3 separate regions of the Sus scrofa genome follow, and all the other regions are linked to region 3. The links are chromatin contacts, called in public Hi-C maps. All regions are on one chromosome and are shown on one strand. The core of a region is the stretch at or near the end of the contact, and the rest is flanking DNA. Distances in the headings are between cores, read along the strand shown.

Region 1 (2,700 bases), core at 185-2,684, 200 kb after region 3:
CTGTGTACCCTGACATGACAGGAAGAAAGCGGTGGCATACAACTCCTGTTCATGAGAAGAGGGATGTGTGACCCTGGGCAGCCTGACAGCCTGGACCCTTCTGGAGGGTATTAGGGCCAGCCCACGGGGCACTTTGTGACAGTGTAGCAACCTGCCACTGGGCTGGCCCAAGTCCCCCCAGACAGATGTCAGAGGTACTTTATGTTCCAGAGAGTAGGGGACTCTGGGTCTTAGGTCTGTGCTGACCCAAGACAGCTAGACTTGGGGCATGGGGTAGTGTGGGGCATGGGGTGGTCTCACCTAGGACCCAAGTATGTGTATGTTTGTATGAATGTATGTGGGTATGTGTAAGTGTGTGTGTGTGCACATGTGTGTGTGAAGCGATATGTTAGCATGTGTATACATGTGTGTGTGTAGGGGTGAGTGTGTGATTGTGTGCCAGTGAGAGTGTATATGCATGCATTTTTGTGTGTATGATGTTGTGAGTGTATGTACGTGGGTGTGAGTGTTTGCCTGGGAGTCATATGTGAGCAGGTGTGTTTGGATGTTTGTGAGTGTATATGGTGGTGCGAGGGTGGGCATGTGTTTGTGCTAATGTGTGTGAGTGTGTGTGTCAGTGATGGCTGCCCTGGGTGGGCAGGATCTGGCCTTATAGGCACAGGACCACTCTGCGAGGGGAGGGTGCCATTCTTTCATTGTCCTGATGGTGCCTGACACTTGGGCTCCCCACATTTTCGCAGGTGCTCCATGAGCTCGTCAACATCTGCCCAAAGCATCACAGTTAACAGAGGAGAAGCCCCAGCAAGCCAGAGGGGCTGGTACCCCCGTCCATCACTGCATCCCACACCCAGGGGAGACCTGGGAAAGAAGGCGGACCCCCAGCAACCAGGGAGGGAGAAGATTCCAGAAGAAGGGGGCAGAGGAAGTAGAAAGCTGCCCTGACTCCTGTAAATATTTGCTCTCCTTGAACCACGTCGGTTCTCAAGTGTTTCCTCCAACATCTGATCTGTCAGATCACACGCTCGTGTATGCATCTGATTTTCAGCTTCTCCTTTTCAACGAAGCCTGAAGGCGGTGGACCTCCCCTGCTAGGGACACAACTTAGTGAGCACTGGACAGCGCACATGTGCACAAACTCTTTTCCTTCATGAGCTGTCAGCAGTTCCCCTAAATGAATCATCAAACCGGTCTGAAATTCTTTAGTACAGAGGACTTTTTGTAATCCTCTGGAGACTGTGGGTGTGTGTCTTTTGCCCTAAGTACATGCACACACACACGTACACCCTCTTACGCTCTCACACATACAACACAGGCTCACATCTTTTCCTTTCGGGCTGTCATTTGCGCGTGGATCTGAAGATACTTTTGTCGTGACAATGAAGAATCACGTTAAGCTTCAATCAGATCCCGTTTCTCTTTTACAGGACTGCCTTTGCCCCTGTGAGGAGGACCTCAGCTGGGACTCGTGTGGGGGTGCACTGCGGTGGTGAACGGAGCGCCTTCCTGTGGGGGTTGCTGCCACTCAGAAATACAGAAATAACAGAGCAGGCGTGGGGTCATTTTGTTGGCAAGCAAGCCCTGGGTCCCAGCTCTGCAGCACCCCCGTCCCTCCCGAGGCTGGGCTGATGGACTTCATGGCTGTGCTTGCTGACTCTGCCCGCCACCCCCTTGTTTGCGAAAGTCCGGCTTGAATGCCCCACGTGTGAGTCATCGCCAAACGTCTTACATCACTCAGCTTCCTTTGAACTTCTGTTCATTTATTAGCCGCCCCCCCCCCCCTTTCTTGAACTTGTTGTGTGTAAGCGTATTGCCTGTTTCTGAATGTTTTCATCCTGAGATACCAGACTGCTGTGGGGTGTTGTTCCTATATCCATTAAAATGCCATGATGGGGGGTAACGCAGTGGAGAAGGACCAAGAGTCCCAAACTCCAGGGAAGACTCTGGCAGAAACGTACCCAGCCTGTAATTTCAGTCTGTTTTATGTCCCTCTCCTCATTTGCTTAAGACCCAATGCTTGTGTGACGTAGAGACCTTACATGTCTCCTTCACTGAGATGAAGGGTTCCCTGCATGCCTGCAGGGAACGTCAGGGTTATTAAGAGAACGAGAGGAAGAATGACAAGGAAATGACATTGTGTCTAGGTGTGTTTCTCTAAATCCACTGAAAACAGTATTCTCTGAACCTGTTCCCTCTTCCCACTTGCTGAGCGTGAGAGCAGGGGCTGTATTTACAAGTCCTGCGAGTGGCGCTGTCCAGCTTCTTCGTCCGGCCCAAGTGGGTGGACTGCAGGCTGGTGGGGCTGGACCATGTGGCCAAGTGCCAGCACCATCACCTGTAGTCTTGTTTGCTGATTAGACTGTCACAGAGCGTCCGGGACACCCCAGATGAAGGCTGCGTTCTTGGTTCTTGGGTGAGCAGGAGCCTCGCAGGGGATGAAGTGTGTGCAGTGTTGAATGACTGCCCCCAAGTGTCCTTCTGCGGGAGAGGAGTGCAAGAAGGCAGCCTGCTGCTGCCTCCCCTGGGAGAGGGCCTCTGTGGGTGGGGAGCGTGCAGAGAAGACCCGGGAGAAGGATGCTGTGTTGTGAGAGCTCAGTGGGAGCTTGACCATTGGAGGACCGCTTTGGAAAAGCAAGGAGCCCTGGCCATGCTTCTAGAACACAGCCAGGTGTCAAAAGTCTGCTCTCCCTTGTCAGACAAGCA
Region 2 (2,918 bases), core at 196-2,695, 150 kb after region 3:
CCACGTTGAGGTTGAAATTGAGTCATTTAATATTGCCTCTTTCGTCTGAACCTGAGGAATTCCTTCCCCCACCACAGCCCTACCCTGTGTCAGCCTGGGTGTCACACTCTCCCTGTCTGGGCCCTGCAGCTCCATCCCACCCCCAGCACCCACAGAAAACCACCAACCGGGGCAATGGTACACCCGGCTCCAGTGGGCTCTCTAATGAATGCCTGCGGGATTACAGAAGCCACTCCATTTAGAGTCCCGGGTTAATACAATGGGAACAGGCCTCTGGTAATTCGAGTTTATCCCCCTCACTAAGCCAGCACAACTGTTTGGCTAGAATGGGAAGCACGGGGTATGGAATTTGCTTATGAAAAGCCATTGCCATTGCTGGGCATGGTGACATTCTGTGATGACAAGATAATCACTGGCCTGGGGTGGGTCATCTGGCCAGGAGGAGAAGGCCTGGGTGTCCCTCTTGGGAAGAGCTAGAGGGGGAGCTGGGGTGGTCCAGGAGGGCCCCTGCTTGGCTGCTGCTCTCTGTCCTCCAGCCCAGGGCTCACAGGGGCAGCTCCCTCCCTGGGAGCACCGAGGAATTCAGGCTGCGCTGACTCCATGTGGCAAAGCCATCACCAAGGGCAGTCTCTTCCCAAGCCTTCCCCACACCCTTGTTTTCCCCGGGGCCCTGGGCCACCACCAGATCCCTGCCATGGCTGGCTGGAGCCCGACTCCCACAGCCAGGATGGCCTGTCCTCCAGACTTTTCCAAGGGGGCCAGTCTGAGTGGCGTTGGTGGTATAGTGGTGTTTATAGCTGCTTTCCAAATGGGCCAGTCCGCCCTCCTGCACTTGGCTTTGTCCACAGAATCCACTTCCCCTTTTTAATTTTATTTTTATTTATTTGTTTTTCTTTTATATGCAAGTTTCTGGGCTAGGGGTCCAATTGGAGCTGCAGCTGCCAGCCTACACCACAGCCACAGCAGCACTAGATCCGAGCCCCGTCTGTGACCTATACTGCAGCTAGAGGCAACATCGCAGCTGTAACCTACTGAGCGAGGCCTGGGATCAAACCTGCACCCTCATGGATACTAGTTGGTGTCTTAACCTGCTGAGCCACAGTGGGAACTCTTCCTTTTTAAAATGTGTTTATGACTCCAGTACTTGAGGAGGCTCAGCAATCCCTTGATGCTTTGGTGGCTCTGAGTGTGCCTGGTGCTGTCACAGCCCCCTTGGACCTGGGGGTCATGGGGTTTGGGTGGACACTCAGTCTCCTGATCTGGTGCTGCCTGTATAGGTGTATAAATGTGCTGACCAGAGGCACTTCTTGCTGCAGGTGTGGGCTTGCAGTTATAGAACCAGAAACCTGTGACTGCCCCACAGGTTGGTGCCTTCACCACAGCTGAGACCTGACTAAACAGCACCCCCAACCTCTGGCATGCAGAAACAGAGACAAGCCAAAGACCAGAGGGAAACGAGCCATTTTGGAAGGGCGTATATTTCTCAAATGGAAGGAAAACACAAAACAAAGTAATGAGGAAACTGGGACAAGTTGAAAAATCCACTTGGCAATCAAGAATTGTATTTGTTTTAAGTTGATGAAGAGTTTTGAAACACTGAGCTGGGTCAGGATTTGGAGGCTGAAGGGTCAGAGGGAAGGCTCTTAAAAGTGATGTTGAAAAATTCAACTGAGGCTGAGCAAGGCCAGATCCTTAACCCACTGAGCGAGGCCAGGGATCGAACCTGCAACCTCATGGTTCCTAGTCAGATTTGTTAACCGCTGCGCCACGACAGGAACTCCCTAAAACCCTCCAGTTTTGTATGAGCTCCCTTTTGAGTAAGAAGGAAAAGAAGAATATCTATGAATGTGTGTCTTTTTATGCAGAACTTGGTTGTTCTTTATTTAATACCTACAGAGTTAGACTTTAAAAAAAAGTTCATATATTTCTTTTTAATAAAACATACTTGTTACTGTTTAGTTTAAAAGCAAACTTTGAGTTTGTTGTTTTTGTTTTTCTCTTTTGCCTTTTCTAGGGCCACTCCAGCGGCATATGGAGGTTCCCAGGCTAGGGGGTCTAACCGGACCCGTGGCCACCAGCCTACGCCAGAGCCACAGCAACTTGGGATCCGAGCCATGTCTGCGGCCTACACCACAGCTTGAGGCAATACCGGATCCTTAACCCACTGAGCGAGGCCAGGGATCGAACCTGCAACCTCATGGTTCCTAGTCGGATTCGTTAACCACTGCGCCACAATGGGAACTCCAAAAGCAAACTTTGAATTTTATCTTATTAATAAAAAACCTAGAATACCTTTTCCTTTTTTCAGCCCAAAGTAAGAGTTTGATAGAAAAAATTTTATGCTATAGTTTGTCAAGTACACTTAACGAATTAATGTTTCAAGATATTTTATTTACTTTTCCTACATTTCATTGCATAGAATTCCCTCAGGGGTAGGATAGAGCGTTTATTTCTGTGCTGTTAAATCTTTAATCTGTCAGACATTGAAATGTTTTTCCACATCTTGCTTTAGTTTATATTTTAAAAGTATTTAAGGTAATTGGCCGTTGTGTTATGCCTTATTTCCTTCTGATTTTTAGTGCCAAACTTTCAGAAAAGGTTAAGGATGTGACTGGACTTTACACATGAAAGAATTAAACACTTGTGTAAAAAAAAAAAATTCAACTGAGAAAATTTCAAGATCTCTGAGACTTTATTCAATGATTCATGAATCAGGCAGCATTCTATCTAGTGCTATCTAGAAAGGAGCTCTGAGGAGCTATACAAACGAAGGCTTTTATAGGCTGACAGGAGTGGGAAGAGGAAGCTTCACGCAAGAGTAGGTTTTTTTAGGCAAGGTCACCTTCCTATGGGGGACACAAGGGGTCTACTGGGCAGATCACCTCGTAATGCTGGCCAGGTAATCCTGGATTGACTGG
Region 3 (2,700 bases), core at 31-2,530:
TTAGATACAGTTTACAAAATACATTTTATTTATTATGTTCTTTTCCAGTTTTTGTGTATTTGAGCTGTCAGAGTGAAGAGAGGTAGGTTAAAGTACCCATTGATACTGTATTTCCTGTCAATTTCTTGTTTTACTCTCAAGTTTTCTTGTATACCTGGCCCTTGAACTACCAGGGGTTAGTGGTGCCAACCCCCCAGGCCGTGGGAAATGTGTGTGTAACTTTATAGTTATATGCAGGTTCCATATCTGCAGATTCAGCCAACCAAGGATCACGTAATACTGTAGTACACATTTACTGAAGAAAATCCCCATGTAAGTGGGCTTACACAGTTCAACCTCTATTGTTCAAGGGTTAACTGTATAAACATTTCAATTCCATGTTTTTTTGGTGCCTGGAGATGTCATGTGTCTCATTACGGTTTATACCATTTCATCAGGGTGACATAGCACATACTCCTATTTTCCCATGACATGTTTTTGCCATGAATTCTCTTTGACCTTATTGTGGTATGTTGAACCCTAATTCATTTGAACATCGTTTGCCTGATGTGTCTTACCCAGCCTTTTATTTTCTGCCTTTGAGTTGGTTTGTTATACGTGTTTATGTATCTTGTAGACATATACGGTTTGTAGGAACTTTTCTAAGAGATAATTTTATTCTATTTTTCACATTATTTATTTCAGTAAGAAATCCCATATAAATAAGTTTAATAGGCCCAGTGTCTTTTAGACTTACTTCTTGCTCAGCTCTTCTTGAAGTGAATTGTTTTTGCTTTTTGCCACTATATATTGTGCCAGATTTTGTTTCTATGGTACTGTGCGTAGGTTCAATATTTCCCTATATTTTTGTGTATATTTATAAGATACTTCTTTTTTAAAAGTTTTGTGTTTTATTACTTGCAATTTTTTTTTGGATGTGACATTGGCGAAGTCAGCCAGTTATCTTTATGGAGTTTCTCAGAAATAATCTTGGTCTGCTGGTGTGGTATGGTTGCCTATATTAGGAAATTATTAGGTATTGAAAACAATTTCTTATTTAATTTTACTGATTCTTATTTTTTTCCAAGCTTTGAAAATATTGATAGCATTATGAGAGCTACAATTAACTTACTAGGATACATAAAGAAAATTCACATTTGATACTGGTTCTAGCTATTATTTTTCCTTTGCATAAAAGATTATTTAAAACTTTTAAAAAGCATGAAGGAGTGCTTTAGGGAAGCTATTTTGGTCCTAGTCTCAAAGGACAGATTGCTATTCCTTTCCCACCCTAATGAAAGTAGGTCACTGGCTTTTGACATGTCTCCATGATGTGAGATTTATTTGATGTTCAAGTGCACTGTCTAGAAATAGTGATGCAATGTCAGCAAGGCCACTTTTCATTTCATGAACATAATTTCCAGTGCCCTGGAATTAATTTATTTCTTGACCTGTTAGTGGTTACACTTGGTCATGAGCATTTCAGAGGAAGAGGAAGCGTCTGGAAATGGTCATAGTCACCCTGTTAGATGATAAATTATGAGGTTTCTGTTCAGCTTGAAGATTTGACTTGTTGACGTTGATATCTTATGAAAAGCAAGGGGATATTTTATTAAGCAGACTTTTACCTGACGCCATGGTACAATTTGCATCCTGGCCTGGCATCTGGCTCATGTGGTCGAGAAAACTCACCTAATACATGTATTTTTGAATTCTGTTTTTCTGTGGCCAACTTTAAACTTGATTGGGTTCCCTGCTCCATTCATTAGCCAGAAGCAAATACTTGAAAAACAGGGAGTAACCATAGGACTCTTCTGTAATTATCTGTAGCACCTAATTGTCTGTAGGTCCTAAAATACCTGATATTTTAAATGAGCTACTTCGAAATCAGTTATGCATCAGTTCAGTGTTTTAGAAAGACATTGATAAAATATGTGAACTACCATAAAACTGGTAACCTCATTGCATGTGGACCCTGGAATGGACGGAATCCTCACTCAGGGGCCTTGGGAAAGTGACTTGCCTCTCTGTGCTTTCATCTCCCAATCCATAAAGTGTGATAGTCATCATGAGTATTTTATAATGGTATTATGGGGTGAAAGGAATAAACGGACATGCACTTTAAAGGTATTCTGGTAGGTAATGAGGACTCAATATGTGTAGTGGTTTAGTTTCTCATCATCAGTATCCTGCCTAAGCTGTTTGTGTTTATAAAGAAAGGTCTTTTTTTCTCTCGCTCCTTTTGCCCCTTCCTTGCTTAGCAGATTGTCCCTCTATTCTGTGTGGTTAGGGGTACCTGCTCCTCTTCAATTCTGCCAGAAGGGCAAGTCTTGGGCATAGCGTCATTTGCCTTGCTCAGGAAGTGTATTCCAATGGGGTTTTCCACATAGCCTAGCTTAATTGAACAGCAGCTTTTCCAAACTGTAGAATTAAAGCGTAAAGCTTGGTAAGGCAGTTTTGTGGATTTGGGCGTATTTTCGGTGCTTCAGTTTCATATATTTGTCTGTTTACTAGATGTTTTTCTTCTCTGCATTATATAAAGTTCATTTTCATCTTATCATTAGTGTTAATTTACATAGGTTTATTTAGTATGGATTTAAGTTATTTATTTATTTCACTTTTTTTTTTTTCTCCTTAGGCCCACACCTATGGCATATGGAAGTTCCCAGGCTAGGGGTCAAATAGGAACTGTAGCTGTCGACCACATCCATAGCAATGCCA

The links. Hi-C and Micro-C count contacts between places; a contact is called where the count stands out from the background.
Region 1: a Hi-C map of liver shows a contact between it and region 3, with 1.6 times the contacts expected there. The contact joins two enhancer-like sites. A contact is called at or near these places in 1 of 5 promoter capture datasets (liver), 1 of 47 Hi-C or Micro-C datasets (liver) and 1 of 2 datasets of contacts at active chromatin or transcription factors (alveolar macrophages).
Region 2: a Hi-C map of liver shows a contact between it and region 3, with 2.1 times the contacts expected there. The contact joins two enhancer-like sites. A contact is called at or near these places in 3 of 47 Hi-C or Micro-C datasets (embryonic fibroblasts and liver).

Annotation. Positions count from the first base shown.
Region 1 is chr14:2,257,630-2,260,329 of Sscrofa11.1, reverse strand. No RefSeq gene overlaps it. Among named protein-coding and RNA genes, the nearest start is that of SYK, 160 kb to the right of the region's middle. Within about 2 kb of position 1,434, at least 35 of the 83 cell types and tissues checked have an H3K27ac peak or open chromatin away from gene starts, as enhancers often do. A contact at or near this core is called in liver, where this site is marked.
Region 2 is chr14:2,308,883-2,311,800 of Sscrofa11.1, reverse strand. No RefSeq gene overlaps it. Among named protein-coding and RNA genes, the nearest start is that of SYK, 210 kb to the right of the region's middle. Within about 2 kb of position 1,445, at least 1 of the 83 cell types and tissues checked has an H3K27ac peak or open chromatin away from gene starts, as enhancers often do. A contact at or near this core is called in liver, where this site is marked.
Region 3 is chr14:2,462,366-2,465,065 of Sscrofa11.1, reverse strand. All of the region lies in intron 4 of AUH (methylglutaconyl-CoA hydratase, mitochondrial), which reads left to right. Among named protein-coding and RNA genes, the nearest start is that of AUH, 83 kb to the left of the region's middle. Within about 2 kb of position 1,280, at least 4 of the 83 cell types and tissues checked have an H3K27ac peak or open chromatin away from gene starts, as enhancers often do. A contact at or near this core is called in liver, where this site is marked.